Linked DNA regions of Sus scrofa: region 2 is linked to region 1. Evidence: chromatin contacts called from public promoter capture Hi-C data. All regions are on one chromosome and are shown on one strand. The core of a region is the stretch at or near the end of the contact, and the rest is flanking DNA. Distances in the headings are between cores, read along the strand shown.

Region 1 (6,927 bases), core at 1,342-3,841:
TAGAGCTTAGTATGTACCAGTTAAAATTCTAGGCACTTTACAAAATCAACTAATTTATGCCTCATAAAGGCTCTCTGATATAGAAACTATTATCCTTGATTTACAGATAAGGAAAATGAGGCACAGAAAGATTAAGTAATTTGTCCATGGTTGCCTAGCTCATAGAACATAAATCATATAATGTCACTTCTTTTTTTAAAATACTCCCAAAATCTCTGAGTACATGCCAACGTCTTTCCAAAGGCCAAAGACCTAAAAGCTTATCTGTGATCTGCATCCCTTCTCTCCTCTACTTTATTATTATCATTATTATTTTTTGCCTATCTCCCCCCAAACAAATTAAACTCTACCACAACAGGTAGGATTTTTGTGCCCCCAGAACTCTGTTTTTTTTTTTTTTTTTTTTTTTTGGCCTGGCCCATGCTGCATGTGGAAGTTCCAGGGCCAAGGCCTGGGCCAGGGATGGCATCTAGGTAACAGCAACCTGGGTGAGCCACTGCAGCGACAATGCTGGATCTTTAGCCTGTTGTGCCACAAGAGGATTCCCCTACCATTGATTTTTTTTTTTTCTCAGTATCCTAAACAGTGACTTGTACAGTGGGCCATCTTTCTTTTCTTCTTTGCTTTTTAGGGCCACACTTGTGGCATATGGAGTTTCCCAGGCTAGGGGTCAAATTGGAGCTACAGATGCCAGCCTACGCCACAGCCACAGTAAAGCAGGATCCAAATAGAGTCTTCAACCTACACCACAGCTCATGGCAACACCGGATCCTTAACCCACTGAGAGAGGCCAGTGATTGAACCTGAAACCTCATGGTTCCTAGTTAGATTTGTTTCTGCTGTGCCACAGAGGGAACTCTAACAGTAGGCCGTCTTTAAATAACTGTTGCACAAAAGAATGTTCTCTTCTCATTTACTAAGTGGAAACAAATATTTACGTAAAAACAGGAATTTTAGAATTAAGAATGGAATTAATCTAGAATGAATTTAGAATTATATAAATTCAATGTATTTATGTGTTATAATCTTTAGGGCTTTTGAGGCTTTTGAGTGTTTATAAAATCAAACAGTATTAACAAAGTAATTAATAGGTTGTATAAAATTAAAATCTATGAGTATATACAAAACCAGTTTAATAATGGGTAAATTATTTAGAGCAAGAATAAAAAAAGCATCATAGTTATTTAAATGTGATGGATTTTTAAAAAATCACAAGTTGAGAGAAAGAGACTACAAAGAGTGTAGGGTTTTTTAAATGATTTTTGTTTTTTTTCCCATTATAATTGGTTTACAGTGTTCTGTCAATTTTCTACTGTAAAGAGTGTAGGTTTTGGTCAGTTTAATAGTTGGGATGAAGATGATCTTAAATAGCTTTTGCCTGCTACTCTAAATGCCCAGGAATAAAGCACTGACTTTTGTGGGGTTTGGGGGAGCTTTTTTTTGGCTGTCCCTGTGGCATGTGAAAATTCCCAGGCTAGGGATTAAACCTGTGCTGCAGGGTCACTGCAGCGACAATGCCAGATCCTTAATCCATGAGTAGTGACTTTAGGGCAGAGTTCTAGCAAATCAGCAACCGTGGTGTGTTAGATTCCAAGATGTTTGCTCCTTTGTGTAATACCTGAAAAATATTCAGTGATGGCTGTACCTACGATATTGTTAAGATCAAGCAAAGGATATAGAAAAGACCAATAGATATCCATCAAGAATAATTTAAATGAACAATTTAAATGCATTTCACTGTAAACTATGGTAGTGGTCAGGGAGCTGTATGCTATTTCGTATTATGTGTTCTTTTTACAACTTCATCTTTGGAAATTACCTACGTGCTCCTGAGGTTCATCTGCTTCAAATTTTACATTAAACTGCTCAAACACCACTGCATTGGGTTTTCCTTTGGCTGAAGGAAAAAGGTATTCTTTGAGTTCATATATTAACAAGAAATATCCATCTAATTTATAAACATTCTTATTTCTGGATTCCAGTCTCAGAGTTTGGAGTGGAGTCCAGAAACCTACCTTTCAGACCATTCTTTGAGGACTGCTCGACTCAGAGTTATTTGTATATTTTGCAGCTTTCAAAATACTAATTTTAGATATCTAAAGAGGGGAGGGCAAACTCTGGTGGCTGTCAGAAGGCACAAGAATGAGCAGCCCACTGGATCATGACCACGTCCCTCGTGCCATGTTGCAAAACTTTTCCTTAGTTTGCAGATCTTCCGTCCCTAGGGAGGAAATCAATTCATTTTCATTCAGTAGTTAACCGTTTTTCAACCATTTCCCTCCACGTCCCTCAGGATGACCCCTAAAAGTCGGAACCCATCTCCGAGGCATAATGCAAAGTTCTGTTCGTCCTGCGTGCCCTCTGAGGGCCGCTGGGGCCGCGTTCGCTTCCCGCCACCCGGGCTCCTCCCCTGCTCGCTTCTGGGCCGGGTGCTCCCCGAGGCGCTCGGCGCGGCAGGTCTTGGCGCCAACCGGATGGTGGCGCTGTCTGCCTCGCGCGCGGCCGCTTCGGGCCCGAGGGAGGCGGAGGCTCGGGCCGGCGGAGGAAGGGGAGGGAGCGAGGCGCGCGCCCTGCTCTCGCGTGCTCTCGCACAGCTCGCGTGACCGGCCACTGTGCGCGAGGCGCCGGCTGCCAGGAGCACCGACGGCCGGGCGCGCGCCGCTGCAAGGGGCGTCCGGGTCCGGGTCGGCGGACCCGGCCGGCGCGAGGGGCGCGCGGGTGGGCCGTGGGGGTCCGGGGCGGACACCCGCGCACACGCTCCCAGAAGAGCCTTCTCCGAGGCTGCTCTTCCTCGGCCAGACGGAGAGCGGCAGTGTCTCCCCGCCCAGCGCACACTCGCCCCGCGTCTCCCCCCGCGGCGACTGCTCCTCCTCGGCACCGCCAGCCCCAGCGCCGCTCCGGGGCGGGCGGCGGCGGCGGCGGCGGGACCCGCGGAGCCGCTTTGTGTGCAGCCCGAAGAGGGGCGGCGGCGCAACCACCTGACAGAGGCCCGGGCGCTCGATGCACCTTCCGCCCGCATGAGGAGGAGGTAAAGGCGGCGGCGGCTGGGCTCCCGCCCTCGGCTGGTGGAGGGAGGGGACGGAAGGGGAGACCGGAGCGGGGGGGTGGGGGGGAGCCGCGGGACCAAGGCCCGGCGGGGCTGCCCGGAGCTGCCGGTAAGGCCTTGGCGGCTTCGGACGGTGCCGAGTGGCCGGGGGCGAGAGAAGACGCCAGGGTCCCTCAGCCGAAGTTGAAGGAACAAAATGTGAAGTGCGGAGCCGCGTCAGCCGCTTCCTGCCTTGGGGTTCGGGGTGGAGGGCGGCTTGTTTTCCCCTCCGGCAGTGGGGGTGGGGGGAGCGGGACCCGGGAGGGGTGGGAGCGTGGCGGGGACGCCGGGGGTCCCGGAGCTCGGCCCGGCGAGGGCGTTCGTTCCCAGGAGCCGCCGTTGCGTGCGGGTCCGGTTGGGTCCCTAGTTTTGCGGCCTAAGCCGAGCCCTATAGGCCTCGCGTCTCCTTCCCCGGAGGGGACCGGCCGGGCGGGGACTCGAGGCTCGTCTCTGACCGAGCGGGGGCCTTGGAGGCCTCGGCACGCTCTCAAGGCCGCCAAACTTCGGACCTCGATGCACGGGGGTGGATTTCATTGTGAACGGCGGAATGGGAAACTCCTGGCGGTGCTCGGCGCTTCCCGCGGCCGCGGCCGCCGGTGCCAGGGATCCCCGGGAGCCCGGGGTTGGCGGGGCCCGGGTGGGTGGGGGCGGCGCGGCGGCCGCCAAGGTTCAGGCCCCGGGAAGGAGCGGGTGGCGGGGCCGCCGCCGAGTCCCCGGCCTCCCGGGAGAAAAGGCCCTTTGCAGATTAGAGATTTTTGAAATGAAAAAAGAGGTTACAAAGTCGCCCCTTTCCCGCTGAACTTTTGTTTTCTGACCGATAGAGGCCGGTAGAGGACTGTGAAAGAAAAGTTGTCCCCCAGGATGGACTTCACCGCGCAGCCCAAGCCTGCCACAGCCCTCTGTGGCGTCGTGAGTGCCGATGGGAAGATCGCTTACCCTCCGGGGGTAAAGGAGATCACCGACAAGATTACCACCGACGAAATGATCAAACGACTGAAGGTAAGCTTTGGGATGGAATGGTCACACTTGAGCCGCCTGTGGTGTTACTGCTCTGCAAGGCCTGGCCTTTCAGAGTTTCACCTACCATGCTTTTTACGTATTTTATGTCTTCTCTTTTACGCCCTGCGAAAAGTATTGTTCTATCTTGGCTGTATCTTTGAATAATTTCTGTTAGGGGCATAAGCATGATGGGAAATTAACGGGTGTGTGTGTGTGACCTTTTTTAATCTTACCGTTTTTCAAGTATAAGAGTTCTTACAGTTTTTAAAGTTTTTCCTGGAAATATTTATGACTACTATTCAAAGTAGCTTGCAACTTAAAAGTAGGCAGTGATTTACCTAGGAAGGTTTTCATTAACTTCTGAGGGTACCGATTTAAGCACAAAAGGCACTTTAAAATTTTTCTAATATCCAGAAGCTTAAATATGTATATAGTATGCTTAAACTTTGACAGAAGTACTGACTTTTCAAAATTCAGTCTGGAAGTAAGGTGATGATTAATGCCCACACATTCAAAGGGTTTTTAAGAGAAAGCGTTAGCATCTCTTTTTATAAGGAGTCAGTTTATTTAATTTAAGCAATGGTGGTCCTAAGGTCAACGTTGTAAGTTTTAGCCTTATGTAAGTTAATTTTTTTGCTTTCTGTTGCATGAGCATAGATTGTGGCCACAGCCTTACAAACTGTTATTCTTATTGAAGGATCAACCTGATGCAGGCATCTTTGACCCCCAGGGGACATTTGGAAATGCTGAAGACATTTTAGTTTTCACCATTGGAGCTAGATTGGAACAGGGCAAGGCTGGAGATAAGGAGTCTAGTTAAAGAACTCTTAACAGTAGTCTAGGTGAATAGATGTTGAAATCTTGAAGTTGGGCTATTCTTGAAGTGGGAATAGAGATAGTGGATGATCCAAGAGACATTTCAGAGTTAAAAATCAGTCAGACTTGGTGGGAGGTGAGGGAATAAACAATGTTGACAATGTTTCTACCTTGGGCAATTGGTGAAAGGTTTTTCAGGGAATAATCTTGCCACTTTGCTCTTAGAATTTAGTATAGTGCCTAGTAAATGTTTACAATGTTGTGAGTAATTAGAGTATTCCTACAGTTAACTTTTTAAAAACAAATTGGGATTCTGTAATTTGTTGCCCCTTTGGAAAGAATAGGGCACTAGGGCTTTCTATTAAATCTTGTACATAAAGTGAGGTACCTATTGATGGCTTCTTAAGGTTATATTGAGTGTTTTGAGATGTCGAAATATGAATTGTAAAATATAAAGCTAAGTAAAAAATTTATAGGTCTTTTCATTTTTATTGTTTTCATGTTAAGAATATTAAAATCTTGAATTCTAGTGATGGATAATCTGATTTTAAAAAGTTATAACTACGTGTACGTCTTCCATTTGAAAATAGATTAAATATCAGAAATATTGTTAACAATAAATGGACACACAAGTATAGAACGAGCATATGTTTAGAATATCCATTTGTTATGACTTTTTTTGGAAGTTGAATTTGGCATACGTATTAACTAATTTGAATGTTCTATTGCTAAAATTTTGCTTTTCTCAGGAACTCTTATTACTTTGTCTTCCTCCTGCCTTTTTAAATCGATTTTGACTTTGTACTTTTTAGGGATCCATGTTTAGTTAAAGTATCACTATCTCATTGGAAGTATAGATTTTAAACAATATTTAAACTGTGTTTCTGATAATTTTTGTGTTTATTAGACCCTTCTTTTTGGGTAGATTTTAAAAATTCAGTAGTTTATTACTGTTACAGCAACAATGTTCAAATGCTGTAGAAATACGAAGAGGGCTTAAAGGCAAGTAAAATCTTGGTCAGTGGAATTGAGAGATGTTTGGTTCATTCTTTTCGGTTTTCAAGAATGGAACAAGTACTTTTACAGTAGAAGCATAATTTTAGAGTTAGAAGGATCCTAAAAGAAATTCTGGAAACTCAGATTTGCCGTCGTGGCTCAGGAATCCGACTAGGAACCATGAGGTTGCAGGTTCAATCCCTGGCCTTGCTCAGTGGGTTAAGGATCCGGCATTGCCGTAAGCTGTGGTGTAGGTCTCAGACATGGCTCAGATCTGGCATTGCTGTGGCTGTGGTGTAGGCCGGCAGCTGTAGTTCCGATTCGACCCCTAGCCTGGGAACCTCCATATGCCATGAGTGCAGCCCTGAAAAGAAAAAAAAAAAAAAATTCTCGGAACTCCTTTTATTTCACAGATAACAAACGTTAGACCCAAAGTAGCTGAGTAACATTTACCAAGATCAGTGATAGGACAGGTTAGTGGCAGAGCCAGGTCAATAGCATCAGGTATGTTTTTATTCTTGTAGCTGCCTTCTGAGGGATCTAAAGTAAGTGGAATGTAGAAGTGATTTTTATTATGTAGTTGAAAATAGAGTGTAAAGGGAATGGAATCAATGAGAGTTAACTTGGTCTTTTGCAGGGAGATATGGGACAGTATTTTTTTTTAACGTTAGAAACTGTTGTGATGCTTTCAAGCTTCCTTGAAAATCTTATACATATGTATGTCTTTGTAAGAGCTAAGATCTGCTTTTGTAGTTTAGAAGGGTTTTTTTTTTGTCTTTTTGCTATTTCTTGGGCCCCTCCCGCGGCATATGGAGGTTCCCAGGCTAGGGGTCGAATCGGAGCCGTAGCCACCAGCCTACACCAGAGCCACAGCAATGCGGGATCCCAGCCGAGTCTGCAACCTACATCACAGCTCACGGCAACGCTGGACCGTTAATCCACTGAGCAAGGGCAGGGACCGAACCCGCAACGTCATGGTTCCTAGTCGGATTCATTAACCACTGCGCCACGACGGGAACTCCTAATTTAGA
Region 2 (6,927 bases), core at 1,174-3,673, 72 kb before region 1:
ACCATGCTGATAATCAAAACACATGATGTTTACATTTCTTAAAGCGTTTAAGAATTCTTTCATTGAAAATTGAAGGATGAGGGCTGAGTTACGAGAGAACTGGGTGTTTCAGAGACAAACAATGGAAATAATAAAAACAGTAAGAAAAGGCTGCTGTGGAGATGAAAAGAATTTTTAAGTGAGGGAAAGAGGCAGCTGCAAATCAGTCATTGTTTTCTGAGAAGCCAGGTTCATCTCCAGGATTTTCTTCTCTGAGCTCAACCAATCCCCACCTTTTCTGAGTTAACCAGTCTCCAGGCAAGCAGCGCTTCTTGATTGGCTTAAAGATGTCGAGTAGAAAAACCAGCCAATCCTGCCTTCAAGTCAGAACTGTGCTATGGAGACATTACAACCACTGCATGGCGAGAATGTGTACAAACCTGTCCGTGCCACAAATATCAGATCCTAGTTCTAGAGACTGTTGCCGAAAGGAAGATTCTTTAAAGCCAACACTGAGCGTGATCTACACTTTTTTAAATAATTACTCTAGCTCTCTTTATAAGAGAGGACCCCCCCCCAAAAAAAGACACGTTTTAACCAAAAGAGCTTAAGGAATAAACTGCCCCGGGTCAGATGACTCACTCTATCGAAGGATTTCCAAATGGACCTCTCTCGGAGAGGGTCCGGATCTCAGCAGGGCTCAAAGCGAGGATCAAAGTTGCCGTGGGGGAGGGGGGGGGAACGAGGATCAAAAGGGCACAGACCCCAGGAACCGTGAATGCCTCCCAGCAGTTTCCAAAATCGAAACGTGCGATGTGAAAGGTTGTGTTTGGATTTCGAGAAGTGAGTAAATAAACGGCCCTGCAAGGACTACGTGCTCGGGAGGGTGGCCCGAAGTTGCAATAAGGCTCCGCCTGGGAAAAGCTCCGGCGCTCGGAGGGCCGCGAGGTCAAGTCCCCGCGGGAATCGACAGGGAGGCCCCCGGGGGGCGAGAGGGGTGTGTCAAGGGCCTGGAGGCCCGCCAGGGACTAGGAGGCAGGGGAGGCGACCGCGGCCCCCGCCTTCGCCCGACCTCGGGCAGCACGCCAGGGCCCGCCTCTCGCCGACGCCTCACTCCCCTTCCGTCCGGGCGGCCGGGCCCGCGGGCCGGACTGGAGGCGGCCCGAGCCGGCCTCCCACGTTCGGGGACTGAGGTTTCGGTCGCAGCGCCGCCCGCTGCTGCCTCAGGCCCTCCGCTCCGGTTCGGGGACCCCGGGATCCTTTCCCTCCCGGACCCTCTCCCCGGCCCTGCCTCCCACCCGCTGCCTTTACCTGCTCCAGGAGCGGGCGGAGGGCGTCGAGGCCGGGGCCGCGTCGTCGAGTGTGCGACGCGGCGCCGCGGGTCCGCAGCCCTTTCCCGCCGCCGCCACTGCGCTCTCCGGCGCGGTGCAGGGCTGGCGAGCAGCGACGGCCGCGGGGGGGAGACGCGCGGCGAGTGCCGGGCGGGGAGACACTGCCGCTCTTCGTCCGGTCGGGGAAGAGCAGCCTCACAGCAGCCAGCCGCGAGGGGGCGGGTGGGCGGCCGAATGGGGAGGGGTCTCGGGGAACAGGGAATGGCTGCCACGTCGCCCAGGTGGATCGCCGCCCTCCGCCTCCCCCACCCCCGCTGGCTCCCCGCCGCGACCTCTGGTGCGTCCCCGAGGTCTGCTTGGGCGTCTCGGCCGGCCCGGGCGACCCCTGCCCGCCGGCGCTCCCGCCTTTCCCGCTCCCTAGCGAGCGAGTCCTGGCCTGGCCGGTTCTGCCGCATCGGACCGGTCTTCCCGCCACCCCGCACCTCCGCCAAGAAAGCTCGCCCGAAAGCCTGACGTCTTTTCCCCCTTCCCTTGTCCTGGGGTCACATGGAGGAGCAAGCCCTTTTCAATGGGTCGGAGTTTCGGGAAGGCGGGAGCCGTTTTGAGCTGGTGAACGTAGCACTAAGGGGCCCGAAATTTCTGCGGAAATAAGTGGCGCGGTCGACCACAGCCGTTTCTAAACCTCGCCACTCTCTCAAGCCCCAAAGGCAAAACAGCAACACAAGGTCGTACTCGCTGGTCTAGGCGGGGGAGGAAATGAGAGCGGGGCGGGCCCGCCTGCGCGCGGGTCCCGGCAGCAAGTTGGGAGGGACCGCGGGACGAACCAGGCGGCCTCGGCGTGGCCTAACCGGACTGTTGAGTCGGGAGGTGCAAGGCCACGGCGACTGTAGGCGCGCGAACCCCGCCCCCGCGCGCGCCGCGCTGCCCACCGAAGGTTTCCGGGAGCGCGGCCCGCTGCCCCTCTGCGCGCTCGGGCGGCAGCCTCGGAGCCGAGAGACAAAGGGGTCGGCTGCGGCCCGGACCAGCACTGCCCGGCCCCCGCTGGCGCTGCCAACGCGCGGTCTGAACACGCTGGCAGAAGCACAAAACGAGTGCATGTTTGCAACGTAGAACCGCAGGCGCTGGCCTTTGCCCTGCTTAGAGCTTCAGTTTTCAGGTGCCAAAAAAAGCAAAGATGTTTTCCTCCCTTTTACGATCGCTGTGTTATTAGACCGTGCCCCAAGTCTGCTCCTTTTTTTCTTCCTCCTAAACCCTGCTTTCCTGGGTTTGTTTCTTCTCTGTTCTGACGTGAAATGTTCAGTGTTTTCAGGTACACGAATTTTTCACCCTTGCTTACTGGTGGTGGTGATTACGCTTATTCGTTTTTTCCTCCCTCGGTTCCCTCCCTTTGCAATTACTTTTTATTCCACCATCAGTGTTTTTTCGTAGAGAAAAGAATAAGCCCCTGACAGAGTAATCCTTTGCATCGAAGAATCTCTGTTCATGTTGCTATGGTAATCGCTTTAAACAGAGTGTAAATTTGGGGAAATGCAAGTGAATTTTTATCTTCATATAAGTCCAATTGGAACACCGACTCACGAAAACATTGTAGTGGTTTTTTTCAGAAATCAGAAATATTTAATAGGAAAGGTAACTTTTCTAATGAAACCAACCATACAACTTTTTGTATTTTTAAAAGTCCCTTGAGCCCCTGTTAAGAAATTACAACACAGACATCTCTATTAATACTTTCAGTAACTTGGAAACAGCAAAAATTTTAACAAAGTACTCAGAATCTCAAGATTTAAGTAGCTATTGCTGAGAACCTAACATTATCTCTGCCTTTGAACAACCATTAAAAGTGACTAATAAAGTGATATATGCCACTTTAGGAATGAAAGAACCCTAGTAATTATAAACTTCAAACAAATCTAGCAAGTTAATATTGAGTTTGTTCATATGAAATGTGTTCACCATAATAATAAAAACTGGCAATTAAATTGTTGATTTTTCCATTAATCACATCTTAGGTCTGAACAATAAGAAGAAAATATTCTTAACATTGGAAATATATTTCAAGCCAGCAAGATATAAACCAGGCTGAATATTTAAAGGGAAAAAAAATGTTTGCTTACTATGCCAATAAAAGAAAAACATCTGAAAGTTTTGAAAGTTAGACTCAAATGAAGAACAAAGCAATCTTTACTCAGCATTCACAGGGCCAGCCTTCCTTTGTGAATATTTACAAAGATTTCCTTCTTCCTTATTGGTTTAAATTCTAAGCCAATAGGAAAAGAACACATCTTTTAAAGAATGAGACATAGGCATTAGGTTAAAACACTGGATAAATGGATTGTTTATCAGGCTCATTCTCATTTGAGTTCATGTATCTTTTAATTTCAAAGAGGAAATTTAAGAATCTTTGAATTATCGAGTATCTTGATGTACCTTAATTGCCAAGGTGCTACTCCTGCTCATACTCTGCTCTCTGTAATCTTCCAGTTGGTTATGTTACAATATTTAATTCTCTAAAATGCCAGATGAATCCAAGGAATGGCAAAATGCTCCCACTTAACACTAAATACAATGAGCCCTGGCATGTCTTTTTTTTTTTTTAAACACTATTTTTAAACTGAAGAGACCTAGATTGATTGATTGATTGATTTTGTCTTTTTGCCATTTCTTGGGCCGCTCCCGCGGCATATGGAGGTTCCCAGGCTAGGGGTTGAATCGGAGCTGTAGCTGCTGGCCTAAGCCAGGGCCACAGCAATGTGGGATCCGAGCCGCATCTGCGACCTACACCACAGCTCACAGCAACGCCAGATCCTTAACCCACTGAGCAAGGCTAAGGATTGAACCCTTGACCTCATGGTTCCTAATCAGATTCATTAACCATTGAGCCACAATGGGAACGCCCCCTAGCATGTCTTTAAATGAAAGATTGGCCTTTATGGAAATAATAAAGTTTGTATCTTGGGTTTTTGTATATAAAATGGCCAGTGCATTATAAATAAATCTTTTCATAATATTTGTCTAAAGCATCTTTTGTCTGTTTAATGACTAAATTCTAAACATGCTTGTTGGTTTATGTTAAGAACAATAAGTATGATTTCTTCCCAGTCAAAAATAATCTGTGCTATTTTTTCATTCCTATACTTTAATTTTGACTTGGAGCATTCTGCTTAGTTATAATTATTTACATGTTTATAATCTCTCTTAGTAGATCATTAATTCATTGAAGATAGATAGGTCCTATTTCCCATTCAGCCTTGTATTTCTCACTACCAAACTCAGAACTTGTACAAAATAAATACTCTTGGGAGTTCCCGTCGTGGCGCAGTGGTTAACGAATCCGACTAGGAACATGAGTGCGGTTCGATCCTGCGCTCGCTCAGTGGTTAACGATCCGGCGTTGCGCGAGCTGTGGTGTAGGTTGCAGACGCGGCTCGGATCCGCGTTGCTGTGGCTCTGGTGTAGGCGGTGGCTACAGCTCCGATTGGACCCTAGCTGGAACTCCATATGCCGGGAGCGGCCAAAGAAATAGCAAAAAAAAAAAAAAAAAAAAAAAAAAAAAAAAAAAAAAAAAAAAAAAAAAAAAAAAAAAAAAAAAAAAATAAATACTCCTTAGACATTTGAGGAGTGAAAGAATCAACATTCCTCTATGACACAGCATATGGTAAATCACAAGAAAGTCTGTTGTGGGATTTTTTTTCTCTTTAACATAATGGCCGATAAATACTTGTTTTCATTCCCAGTTAAACTTAGAATAACATTTTGCAAGAACTTTACTAAAAGAAGGTAAGGACAAACATATTTTAGAACGTCTGTATTTCTCAATTTTATATCTGGTAGAAACTGAATAGCAGGTAATATTGTTATTATCTAAAGTAAATAGTACGGATGGATTTATCTCTATAAAAGATTTCTTTGCCACACTCAACAGGAGCTGCAAGCTCTGTGGCCATGGGAATATTACTTCAAGCCTTCTAAAACTCAGTTTTCTCATCTCTCAAATGGCATTCATTATATCTACTTTCTAATTAATTAAAATGATAAAAGCATGTAAAAGTAAAGACTCAATAAATGGTAGTCACTACTTGCAGATATTAGTGAATTCAATCAGGAAGAAAAAGTAATTTTCTTTGTGCAATTATTTATAAGACTTGCATAAAGTGCTGTTTTTGCTTTTATGTTTTTTTAAATGAAGAAATAAATATCCTAAGGGAAGGAAGAGGATACTAAGAACATCTACCAAGAGGAGATAACTTCTAAGAATTAAAATTTGCTAAAAGAATAGATCTTGGAGTTCTTATCGTGCCTTAGTGGTAACAGACCTGACTAGTATCCATGAGGATGCAGGTTCGATCCCTGGCCTTGGCTCAGTGGGTTAAGGATCTGGCTTTGCTGTGGCTGTGGTGTAGGCCAGCAGCTGTAGCTCCGAATTAGACCCCTATTCTGGGAATCTCCATATGCTGCAGGTGCAGCCCTAAAAAGACCAAAAAAAAAAAAAAAAGAATAGATCTTAAGTGTTCTCAGCACACACATGCACAAAATCTGACTGTGAGAAGTAAGTGATGGAATGTATTATAGTAAGCATTTTACCATATATACTTAAATAATCATGTTATACATTTTAAGTATGTACATTATTGTCAATTATATCTCCTAAAGCTGGGAGCCGGGGGCAATCTCCTGTTGAAAAAGCAGATATAACAGCCACAACCACAACCAAAAAAAAAAAAATTCTTTAGCATAGTTTCCAAACCCTGCCACTCCTACAGAAAAGGACTTCAAGTAGATCTCAAGCCTAGATCCACTGAGTGATGCTTTTGAGAAATTTATCTTTGCTTTACCCAGTTTCTCTATAACTAAATGAGCAGACATGGGGCAGTCTCCAAACTTGACAGGAAAAAGTAGAAATGGACTTGGAAAAAGATAGTGTTTTTCTTTTTTTTCTTTTTCTTTTTTCCAAAAAGGAAAAGCACCTAAGGGAACTAAAACTGCAGGACAGATGGCAAAAACAGCATCCTTGTGCCCTGGATAATCCTTTTATGAATGTGATAGCAACCACAGTTCTGTCTCTGCAAGCAATTTTTATAGGAAGCCATACTTCAGTCCAGAAGCATATTGTGGTAGCTCCAGCTTTATGTAATTGTAAGATTTCATTTCATTTGCCAGTCAGAAAACATCATATCCTGCAACCATACTAGTTGACATTTTTCTGTCAAACTGACATTATTCTTCCATTTGTGACAATCACACATTTGCCAATACATCCCGCTTCCAATGGTGTTGAACCATTAGCTAACCTAGTCATTTGTCTTCACTTAGCTATGTCCTTTACAAACCTAGTTCAAATGCCCTTTCTCCTGTAAAATTTTCCCAGATGGCCCAAACATAATGAACTGCTTCATCTGCTGTGCCCACAGCAGTTTGTATATATCTCTCTTATTCAGTTGCATAAAAGAGTGTGCAACTGTGAATTTGGAGTTCTCATGGCACAGTGGGTTAAGGATCTGGCCTTGTCACTGTGGCAGCTTGAGTTGCTGCTGTGGCACACTTTCAATCTCTGCAACTTTCACATGCCACAGGCAACGCCAAACAACAAACAAAAATAAATAAATAAACTGTGAGCTCC

Evidence for each region. Promoter capture Hi-C pulls out the DNA fragments that hold promoters and counts their contacts.
Region 2: a promoter capture Hi-C map of liver shows a contact between it and region 1, with 2.3 times the contacts expected there. The contact joins the promoter of LOC110262080 here to the promoter of PDS5A in region 1. A contact is called at or near these places in 1 of 5 promoter capture datasets (liver), 9 of 47 Hi-C or Micro-C datasets (alveolar macrophages, embryonic fibroblasts, heart right ventricle and 3 more) and 1 of 2 datasets of contacts at active chromatin or transcription factors (alveolar macrophages).

What each region holds. Positions count from the first base shown.
Region 1 is chr8:31,129,995-31,136,921 of Sscrofa11.1, reverse strand. It overlaps PDS5A (a long non-coding RNA gene), which reads left to right and starts at 2,591. Exons shown (of 33, transcript XR_002346613.1): 1 at 2,591-3,028; 2 at 3,907-4,084.
Region 2 is chr8:31,202,225-31,209,151 of Sscrofa11.1, reverse strand. LOC110262080 reads right to left here and starts at 2,423. Exons shown (of 2, transcript XM_021101118.1): 1 at 1,291-2,423. The coding sequence starts at 1,765.